Regions from separate parts of the Zea mays genome. Here region 2 is linked to region 1. Evidence: chromatin contacts called from public Hi-C data. All regions are on one chromosome and are shown on one strand. The core of a region is the stretch at or near the end of the contact, and the rest is flanking DNA. Distances in the headings are between cores, read along the strand shown.

Region 1 (5,463 bases), core at 1,349-3,848:
CGGATCCCTTCTGTTCTGACAACCTTATTTATCACATCGAATGGGCCCCTGTATGTTGCCATCCCTGGCAATCCTTGAACCATGAGCCTTTGGCAAATCTGTGAGTTCAGAAATATAGAAGAGCATGTAAATTAGATAACAAAATAAGGATGTCATACAGAAAATGGTTTTAAGCACATTTGTGAAGAACTATAATATTGTGAAATGTAATATAATGGATTTATATGAATAAATTATTCCTTAAATGGTCAGCCCTTGCTCTGTACAGAAAGATAGTCATCTAGGAACTTCATGAAACAGTACAATGATCATGATTTGACAATGTACATAGCTATGCATCATAAAGCGAACATAATGATTAAAATGAACAGTATAATGACTGAGGTTTAGAAATCTAAAGAACCACAAGCAATTGCAACATGATAGCTTCACTATAGGAGTATCACCCAAAAATGAAAATATGTCAAATGATCGTTTCTGTGTTCATTGCTTCATACGTCACATGCATCATATATTCAGATTTATAGCGTCCTCCGTTGGAAACAAATATATTCAACAAACTTGTTCACATGCTGTTGGTGAATTGGCTAATAGTTGCTAAGCACAAAAGTTGGACTTAAGACAATATGGAGCTAGTGTGAAAGAATGCTCACCACATCTAGAGGCACAAAGTATGAGCATGAACAGATACTCGACATTAGACCTGCAATGCCATTTGCTATAGCAATTTGTGACGCCTCTGACAGATCAAAATGTTCACAATACTTAAATGTCATTTCTTTAGAGATCTCCAGTGATGTTAGAGCTAGCACTCGCCCAGGCAGAGCTCCAACAGCAGCGGTGCCAAATCCTCTGAAAATGCCAGGGATGCCATCGCTTCTCAATATCCTCCTAAAAACAGCAAACCCAGACATATGTGCAAGCCCACCTTCAGCAACCTGCATCCTAGTCTTCACAACAGCTGTTGGGTGCAGAGCACCTTGCTGGGCCGTGAACAGGATAGCTCCAATCACATGAAACCTCGTCTTGTCCAACCTTAAGCGTGATACAAAAAGATAGCTACATCAGTTATAGGAACATGAAAAATTGACATTTTCTTTATATATTCGAAGTCCATAATTTATGCAAATTGCCATGTTGCCAGCATGACATTTCCAAAATAGCATGCAACTCTACAGGCCTTTGAGTACAGGTGACATGAAAACCAAAATTACTGTCCACATCATGGATGAAAAAGATGCAGGTAACAGTAACAGTTCGAACATGTGATTTTAAAGGAATTTTATGAACCCTAGAGTGATCTACAACAATCAGGAGTACCTGAACTACTTTCTTCACTTAACATAATTCTCCAAATATTTCTACATGTACAAACGTTGAAGAACTTTTGGCACAAAGAAAGCTCATGAAATCTTGATGGGTGTAGACGTTAGTTCACAAATGAATCTCCCATTCTTTAAAGGCAAAAGTCAGTTCTGTGCATAGCTATTGCCTGTCTAATGGAAATTGCCTTGAGAAATTGAGAACTCATATGCCACAAAGGAGAATATTTACAACATAAGGTCTCAGTACAAATCCCTATAAGCTATGGCTTGAATCAAGGACCCCAGAAGCACAATTAGAATCAGAAACTGCTGGGACGTGTTACATGTGTACTAAAACAATACGTCATATGTAAAAGCTAAGCATTTGGATTTCCTTATTCTTTAAGGACATGCTCATCTCTGTGTCAAATTTCCATACAAAGATGAACAATGGGAAAAAAACATGTCTACTTGTTAACCGCACCAGTTTGAAGCAGATTGAAGTATAGTAACTACCAGCTTGAACATAGCAGCGGCTGCTGGAATTGGGGAATACAATCGATTCCTCTCTAAACACGTCAAGTTTTGCCAATTAAATTTACAGGTTTCCCAGAATACCAAGTTCCGTTCCCCGTCCACATCTGCGGCACTGATCTCGTGGACCTCTGCCGCGGCCCCCGCCCACCAAAAGGTTGGGAAAAGACGCAATGCGCCCGTGAATCACCTTCATGTAACCCACTCTTCCCTGGCTGCCCATTCCTCATCCTCGGCCCGTGCCAAGCACGGGAGCAAGCGGCGGGCTGAGAGTCCAACCAAACTAAAAGCACGCTGGCGATCTGGAGAAGGACCAAAAGATGCCAGGCCGCAAACGTAACCTGACTTCCAGGATGAAAAGGTTCCTCTTTTGGATTCTTATTAACTCTCTATCTATGAAGGGGAACGTGGCGCGTACCTCTCCCAGTTGATATTGGCCTCTGCGAGCGCGATTCCTGCCGCGGACGCCTCCGAGGTATCCGCCGCCGCTGCCATGGATCCGCCACACGCTTACACACGATGCGGCTCCGGGAGAGGAACAAATATAGGAGAAGCGGCGCGGTGTTTGGTGCTGGTCCTCACTTCGTGCGTGTTTCCGGTCCGGACGAAGTGATGTCGGCGCCTCTGCGAGCGACTATGCGCACGGGGAAAAGAAGGCAGCGGCGGAGGCCGGAGGGGAGGAGGAAGGAGGCGGAGCCAGTTTGTTGGGGTGCGCCACCTCGAGACATTAGGGGTTTTGGTTAGAAGTTTCCAGCACGGTCGGGTCGGCGGCGCCCCTCGGACCGCGCTGCCCAACTTGCCATTCGTCCGGCCTCGCCTCACTGACTTGCGGGGCCTGGATTGGGCGAGGGTCGTAGTGAAACCGAGGAGTGGGTCCCGTCAGTGGGGCCGGGTCGGAGATTTTGTGGTGGCTGTTTCTCGCTTTCCTGCTATCGGGGAACGGGGAGTGGAGTCGTGGCGACGGGGGCTAGGAACCGAGGAAAGCTGCACCAGCGAGGCGGAAGGGGGGCACGTGTAATGCGCCTATTGAGCCTTGCTGTCAACCCTGCCACGTGCTCAAAAATGGCAGGTAGGCGGCCTTCTTTTCGTTTCTGTTATTTCCACATCCCCGCATCGCGTGGCGTGCTGAATGAATCGCGCGTGCCTCCGCATGAATGACACCAAATCGCCTGTTCATTTTTTATTTTTTACAGTACATGATAAAATTAAACTGATTGCTATAAAATTTTTGCTTTATTTCTATAAAATATTTGCATTCTGAAAAGATCTTAAGCCCTAGGTGCCCGTGCAATACTACAGAACACAAATTGCGAGCCTCCAATACACTTAGAGCCCTAGCGATGGGCGGCGTGAATATAATGGTGAGTGCCCGTGCGCTGCGACGGGAGTAAAAAAATTTGTATGAAATATATAAACGGAACGAAAAATATCACTATGATATGTAAGTTTTGTGTGGTAAACATTATCTATATCATACAAATTATTTCTAAAGAGTTAATTTAGAACTTTGTAATGACAAACAAATATGTCGACAACCATACACTAATCTAGTCTTTTTCAGCGATATCAATAAGTCGTTGTTGTATATTTACAGGGATGACATATCGACACGAATTGTCCTCATAACTTAACAGATCAATCACAAAGTTCCTTTGAAAAATCTTTGCATCCTACACACAAAGACAACAGAGAACAAAACGTCAAATTTGTATTATGTAACCAGAATGTATGTTTGAACATTAAACGAACGTATTACACTCACCCTAATAAATTTCATTCGTCTGTCATTTCCCCACATGGTCATAACTTGTAGAACGAGGTAGCTGGTATTAAGCCTATAGAACAATCTTTGGCCAACTATGTTATATACAATGATTATCATAGAAAAAAATTAAACTGTTGAGAAGGTGGTACGAAGAAAATACCCTCTTAGGTCAATTGGAACATCAGGCCTAATTGTATGTTCCCACTGTGGGGGACAGATATCCCCCGGGTCCACTAGAAGAGTAAAAGACCTCACGAAAGGCCCAAGGGCCCAATAAATCGTAAGGTCATTCTTTCGTGGCCCTGGGGAGGGACAATCAGCAAAGCAGATCGACATGAGGCCGGATTGGTGCAAGCCCGGACGGCCCACAACGTCGAGCGAGCGACCACAACAGAGATCCGACTTTCCCGCGCTGGAACCCCCATGCAACGGGGCCATGCCAGGATAGGTCGACGGAACTATAGAGAGATAAACTCAAACAGTTCACTATCTTTTAGTTACACATTGTTATCATATCCACGTGTATTGCCCCACGGTCGAGTATATAAGGCCTAGGGGGCACCCCTTCAGAACGATCGACCCTATCACTCAGCCATCCACCTCAACTCTCTGCATTCTCAATTCGGAGAGCTCCCTTGTAATCTCATTCACCAAGCATACTCACCAGGACGTAGGGTGTTACACATCTCTAAGCGGCCTGAACCTGTAAACATTGTCCACTGTCCCTCGTGCATCTGGCACAAACCATTTTGCTACAGTCGGCGACACCGTCCTACTCCTAAAAACACCTTGAGGGGCAACCCCAGGTGTGCGGTTGGACCCAAAACACCGACAGCTGGCGCGCCAGGTAGGGGGTGTGTCGATGATCCAAGCTAGCTCAATGGCCGTCACCTTCCACAGCAAGATCACCCTCCGCCCCGGATCCGTATTCTTCTTCGGAACAATCTCATCCGTAGCAGATGAAGAGGGAACTCTACACCGCATTGCGGATCCGCCGAAAAAGAAGTCTCCTCCAACAAACTCCGAAAATGTCGGAGAAGCGCAACCTCCAGCTCTCCGGAAAAAGATCGTCTCCGGAAAGTCGGGGGCCGAGAGCCCGCTGACCCGGAGAACTCCACTGTCTACTTCCCCGACAAAAGAATGGACACAGATCGCGAGGAAGAAGGAGACCAAGGGGAAGCAAGTTGTTTTTTCCGTTCCTCCGCCCTCAAAGGAGAACGGAAAGAAGGTCGCCACGACAGCAGCACCATTCTATCCCGACGTCCTCTTCATCGGGAGAGCGGAGTCGCCTCCCGTCTCCGACGATGAGCCAACCGCACCCGGAGAAGAACCACCTCAACGAGAATCCCGCGGACGGAGAAACCGGCGCAGGAACGTTCGACGACATCACGCGGCTGGAGAACGAGATCCGGAGCAACCTGTCTCGCGAGACGAGGTCTCGGAGATAGGAGAAACTCCGGAGGAACGCGTCTTCAGAGAACGAAGGAACTCCCGACGACGTGATCGCCGCCGGGTTCAGGAACAAGCCGAGCAAGATGCAAGGCAACGCCGGGAGAATCCATTCTTCGGGCGCAACCTGAATCCCGACTTCGCCCGAGCCATGAACACGCTGAGCGAAGTTGGAGGAGTACTAGCTCGGATAGCTGATGGACTCCCTCGGACTCCCGACGCCGAAGGCTACCGATGACTGTTCACCCAGGCAGCCAACCATCTTCTACCGCTTGCTCACCCGCCAAACGATCTACGACACGCCATCAACAGTCGCCGAGACGCGCGAAGCTCCATCAACGCTTCGCATGAACGACGGCACGAGAACGAGATCCGCCGCCGGGAGGAGTACGACAGGGATCATGGCATCCC
Region 2 (5,463 bases), core at 967-3,466, 520 kb after region 1:
TAGAACATTCAAGACTGGATCAAAAACAAAACACAAAGTGTACATGTAGATAACCCCAATTTGTCTAATTTGTGAGACATAAAGCTTACTGGACATATGCTACAGTAAATAATGCAGAAGAAATAGAATGTCAAGACAAAATATGGTTCAACAGCAATCCTAGTCTTGTACCAAGATTTCGGCTTATTTGCAAAGGAGATACGAGATTTGCAAGCACAACTAAAGGTAAGATTTATTCAAAAAATCTGTTTGATTTATCTAGTATACAACTAGAAACACAAATAAGTCTAGTATGCAACTAGAAGACATATTATGAAATAAATAAGTAGTGTTACATGAACATCCTTTTTGCCAGGGTTTGTAATTGGTTGCAAATTACAGGACTACATACAATTGAAACCCGAGCTAAGCTTTGACAGATAAAATACCAGCAACTAACATGGTAGAGGTAAAAATAACTTTTGGAGTATCAAAAAGACTACAAGCTAGCGGCAACAAAAAATGGGTTACTAACATCTCTGTAACACTTGCTACATAGGTGTTAGTTAGCCATACAAATTTCTAAAATTCTAAAAATAAATGTAAAATCTAGTAATTAAAATTAGAGGAATTCTATCTTCTAACAAAGGAAACAATAACAAACTAAGTAAATCTAAAGCGGGCTACAAAAAACTAATTGAAATGACCTTAAACAGTGTCCCGGTTCGCACAGAAAATATTCCTAGCTCTAAGTTCACCAAAATAAAGGAACATGCCAAGTCCAAGACACAGATTAGTTTCATTGTGATGCCCTCTATACAAAAAGGATTTCCAATTGATACAATGCCAACTCGTAAATTTCGCAAGGAAAAGTTGGGACCATGTTTGACAAGGCACGTCAGATCTTTCAGTAAACCATATCAAGGAAAGCTGGCAGATCTGGACTAGGCAAGTAAATCCCCTTTATATTAGCTTTCTTGTCATGAAAATTTCCACACAATAACCACGCATGGACCTGGCCACAAATGAATTCCAGTCAGTGTTATGATCCAAGCTGAGCCATTACCTGCTAGCATATCTCCCCACTAGGACTCCCAACAAAGCAAAGTTGAACCTGTTCTTTAATTCAATACCTAGAGACTTGAAGACTCCTAACACGAAGAAGCTCGATCTATCCAACAAGACAAGAAAAAAACGTAAACAAAAAGCAACCATACAGAGTGAATGTGCAGGATCTACTTACCACGATGCTGATGAACACGACCTTCTCGTTCTCGCTGCATCAGGGGCCCTTCCTCGTCGTCCGCGCATCGCCATCGAGCAGCTCATCACTCCTCCAGCACCCTGCCCCTTCTTGGACCCAGGGCACGACACCATTCTTGATGTCTGGGAGGGAGGGATCGGCGACCACCCCTTGCGTCGTCCGAGGGGGAGATGAGGTGAATGGGGATAGGAGGATGAGTGGCGGCGAGGGCGTGCATGGAGACAGCGAGGGCGGGTTCTGCGATGCGTGCGGAGGAATGGCGACGACGGATGTGGGATGGAGAGCGGTTAGGTTTTTGTGGCTGGGTGTGATAACAATTCGATGGGTGGATTTTGTGTGTGTGCGCGTGGGGGTTACACATGCACAATATGGAGGTCGGACCCGTGCGGTGCGTGCAGGCGCACCTGGTCGGCTGTTCTGTGGTCAGGGCTTTCTTTAGTTAGAAAGAGGCCAGGGCTTCAAATATATAAACTATATATATATATATATATATAACATACGATAAATTTTGTTTTAATAAAGCACAAAATATATGTTTTCTATTGATTAGGTGAATATAGTGCCAACAACAAGGTTTAGAACACTCAATTATACATAATTTCACCTTATTTTTTTACATAAACTCTCCTATTATAGCAGTATAGAAGAGATTATAAAATTGCGGGTTGATTATAAAGAAATGTAGGATTTTTTTAAAAAATATTGACACGGGACGACCGTTGAAACTGATGATTTAATATAGTAAATAAAAGATATACACGGTGCTAATTTAAAATTATACCATGAATTTCTAAGCATGAGAAAAATACATTACCCAAACACGATTTTCACGATGGTAATTTCATCCAGCCCTACAGCCAAAAGAAGGACAATGACCACCATTTCTCCATTTAGCCAATGGGCATGCTGCATGCAGGGAAAAAACTTCAGAAACGTGACCTTTAAATCCAAGGTGGACCCCACCAGCTACCGCGCGATCTTTTATGAGCTGTCTGGTTGCTTTTGCTTGCAACATTTTAGACCTCGCCGGCGGTATATAACATTATTAGCATTTTTATGTGGTTGGTTACATGTACACTATCATTGACCTGGGAAAACAGATGCAAGCGAGGCTCTCTAGCCTGGTGTGCCATAGGCCCATAGAAAGCGGGTGACTTTAAACTCGTTCTTTTATTATATATCTTTTAGTTAAGATATTTAATTATCAAACTGATTTTGCTTTTATGTTTTTAACATGGTAGGAACAAAACTTGATCACACTTGTTATATAAATTTAAATATTAATTTTATTTATATCACTTTTATATACTCATAAATGCAGCCAAACATAAATTATATCTGATTTGTAGAAGCTCCAACAAGTCAATAACCCACCAAAGAAAGGCTCTTGCTGTCAGTATTGCACATGCTGGACCTGCCTAAAAGGAGCCTGCCTCCTCAAATATACAAGCCACGGTGGCCAGGCTCCGAGAAAAGGAAATCAAACAGCCCCTATAAAAAAAAGCCTGGCTCCCTCCCAGCTCTCCTCTGCCTTATGCTCCCCAGTCCCCACCTAACCCAAACCGAACCGGCCCTTCGCACTTCCGCAGAACGAGCACTCGTGGACCAAATATTTGGCACAAGTTAGCTTTGCCTGTTTCTTGCGTGTAGATCCCTCAAGGTTTCTCCGCCGCGCGCCCGTGCCCTTCGCCGGAGCTTGCCATATGAATGGTCAAACCCCGATGGGGCTCGCCGCCGTAGCAGTGAGGCCGTGCTGCAGCCGCCTCATCTCGTCCGCCTCCGCCGCCGCGGCGTCAAAGACGGCGGCGGGCACCGCGACCTCGCTCTTCCCCAGATTGCCCCACCCGCACCACCCCCCGTACGGCCGGCGCCTCCCCTTCCTCGTCTCCGCGGCGTCGCAGTCGCAGGCCGGCCCGGGCACTCCTCCCACCCCTGTACCAGCCCCCGTCCCCTCCGACCCCCGCGCTGCCGTTTCCGGCAACCTTCCTTTCTTCGACCGCGTCCTCTTTCCCGACTCGTTCCCGCTTGAGACCCCGCCCTCCAAGGAGGAGGAGGACGCGGCAGCGCTGCAGACCGATGAGGCCGTGGCGCCGGCCGTCCCCTTGAGGGAGGAGACGGAGACAGAGAGGGAGGCGTGGAGGCTGCTGCGGAGGGCGGTCGTCAGCTACTGCGGCGAGCCCGTGGGGACGGTGGCGGCGGAGGACCCCGAGTGCACGGAGATGCTCAACTACGACCAGGTCTTCATCAGGGACTTCGTGCCCTCCGCGCTCGCCTTCCTCATGCGCGGCGAGACCGAGATCGTCCGCAACTTCCTCCTCCACACCCTCCAGCTTCAGGTGAGCTGATCCCGATCCTGCTTACTAGTTCCTCGTCTGGTCAAAAATTAAAATTCCAGAAGAATTTAGTTCTAGCTGAAGTATTTAGTTAGCAACAGTGTCAATGGCGTGTACGGCAAGATTTTGTTTTCGCGGAGTTGTGATTGGAAGTAAACAGGCAACCATGTTTGTCAAAACTATGGTTTTACAATACTATACTTTGCAATTATCATAAAAATACTATATAGATTGTAATTCTTTTAGTTCTAGCTGAAGTATTTTTGTTACCATTTCTGGCCGTTTATTTCTCGCCTTTTTCAATTGTAATTCTTTTGTTCAACTAGATAGATTGCAATAATCAATGCTAAAATGATGAAAGGAATGTGAAATGTTTTCTTTTTTTTAAGACTGTAAAAGTTGATTCAAACAGACTATGACCATGTAACAAGACCTATACCAGTAACAAGACCTATACCAGTGTTCTTAAGGTGTCGCCTAGGCGTCCAGGCGCTCGGGCAAAACTGGCCGCCTTGCTCGTCTTACCTGCCTAGGCGCCGCCTAGGCGCTAAGGCGGTTGTCTGGTGCACTTGCTCGCCTAGGCGCCTTAAGAACACTGATCTATACTACTAAGAGGCAACACAACACTAATATTTTTTTTGTTAAACTGAATAAACAAGGATTTTGTGTTTGATGAACTCCTCTCTGGTGGCTTGTTTGTGTGATGTTTTTCTTGAGCTGGTCACTGATTGATCCTCTCTTTTATGATTAGAGCTGGGAGAAAACTGTTGATTGTTACAGCCCTGGGCAAGGATTGATGCCAGCTAGCTTCAAGATTAGGACCGTACCACTTGATGAGAACAATGAAGGATTTGAGGAGGTCTTGGACCCTGACTTTGGCGAGGCAGCCATTGGCCGTGTAGCTCCTGTGGATTCTGGTATGTATCTTGCTCAGTTGCTCCTGCATAAGCTGCATGTAAGAATTCGTTTTGAAGTTACTGTTGTCATGCATCTTTGTTCTGCTACTTCAATCCTATTTATCTTTTTCAGGACTGTGGTGGATTATTTTGTTGAGGGCTTACTGCAAGATAACAGGCGACAATGCTTTGCTAGAAAGAGTTGATGTGCAGACAGGAATTCAATTGATACTGAGTTTGTGTTTGGCTGATGGGTTTGACATGTTCCCAACATTACTAGTTACAGATGGATCATGCATGATAGACAGGAGGATGGGAATACATGGGCATCCTCTTGAAATCCAAGTAAGTTGAGTTTAATTATTTATGACTTAATTCATTAAATCCTGGAATAATGATCTAGAATGTTATTCAACAATAGGAAAAATATGCTGTCATGTAGGGAGCATTTGTTTTCTTCTGCATGACTAATTTAATTTATAACAAAAGAAAACATTTGTGCTATTCTTCTAGACTCAGATCTAATTGGCATATTAGCTGAAGACCTGTACTTACAAGTTCTTTCTATTACACAGGCTTTGTTCTACTCCGCTCTACGATGTTCACGAGAAATGCTTGTTGTGAACAATGGATCGAAAAATCTCATCCGTGCCATTAACAACAGGCTCAGTGCGTTGTCCTTTCACATAAGAGAATATTACTGGGTTGACATGAAGAAGATAAATGAGATATACAGATACAAGACAGAAGAATACTCCCATGACGCCACTAACAAATTCAACATTTACCCTGAGCAAATCCCTTCCTGGCTTGTTGACTGGATTCCTGAGAAAGGAGGTTACCTTATAGGGAATCTGCAGCCAGCTCACATGGATTTTAGGTTCTTCTCTCTTGGCAACCTTTGGGCCATAGCTTCGTCTCTAACTACTCCAAAACAAGCTGAGGGAATTCTTAGCCTTATTGAAGAAAAATGGGATGATCTTGTAGCAAA

What was found. Hi-C and Micro-C count contacts between places; a contact is called where the count stands out from the background.
Region 2: a Hi-C map of tassel shows a contact between it and region 1, with 3 times the contacts expected there. The contact joins the promoter of LOC103650144 here to the promoter of LOC100194020 in region 1. A contact is called at or near these places in 3 of 25 Hi-C or Micro-C datasets (bundle sheath, endosperm and tassel).

What each region holds. Positions count from the first base shown.
Region 1 is chr3:60,815,431-60,820,893 of Zm-B73-REFERENCE-NAM-5.0, forward strand. It overlaps LOC100194020, which reads right to left and starts at 2,599. Exons shown (of 6, transcript NM_001139083.1): 1 at 2,257-2,599; 2 at 654-1,035; 3 at 1-98. The coding sequence starts at 2,333.
Region 2 is chr3:61,340,397-61,345,859 of Zm-B73-REFERENCE-NAM-5.0, forward strand. LOC103650144 (neutral/alkaline invertase 1, mitochondrial) reads left to right here and starts at 2,217. Exons shown (of 6, transcript XM_008675791.2): 1 at 2,217-3,579; 2 at 4,328-4,493; 3 at 4,606-4,817; 4 at 5,048-5,463. The coding sequence starts at 2,947. LOC103650143 (a long non-coding RNA gene) reads right to left here and starts at 1,694. Exons shown (of 3, transcript XR_002268359.2): 1 at 1,223-1,694; 2 at 1,113-1,150; 3 at 1-994.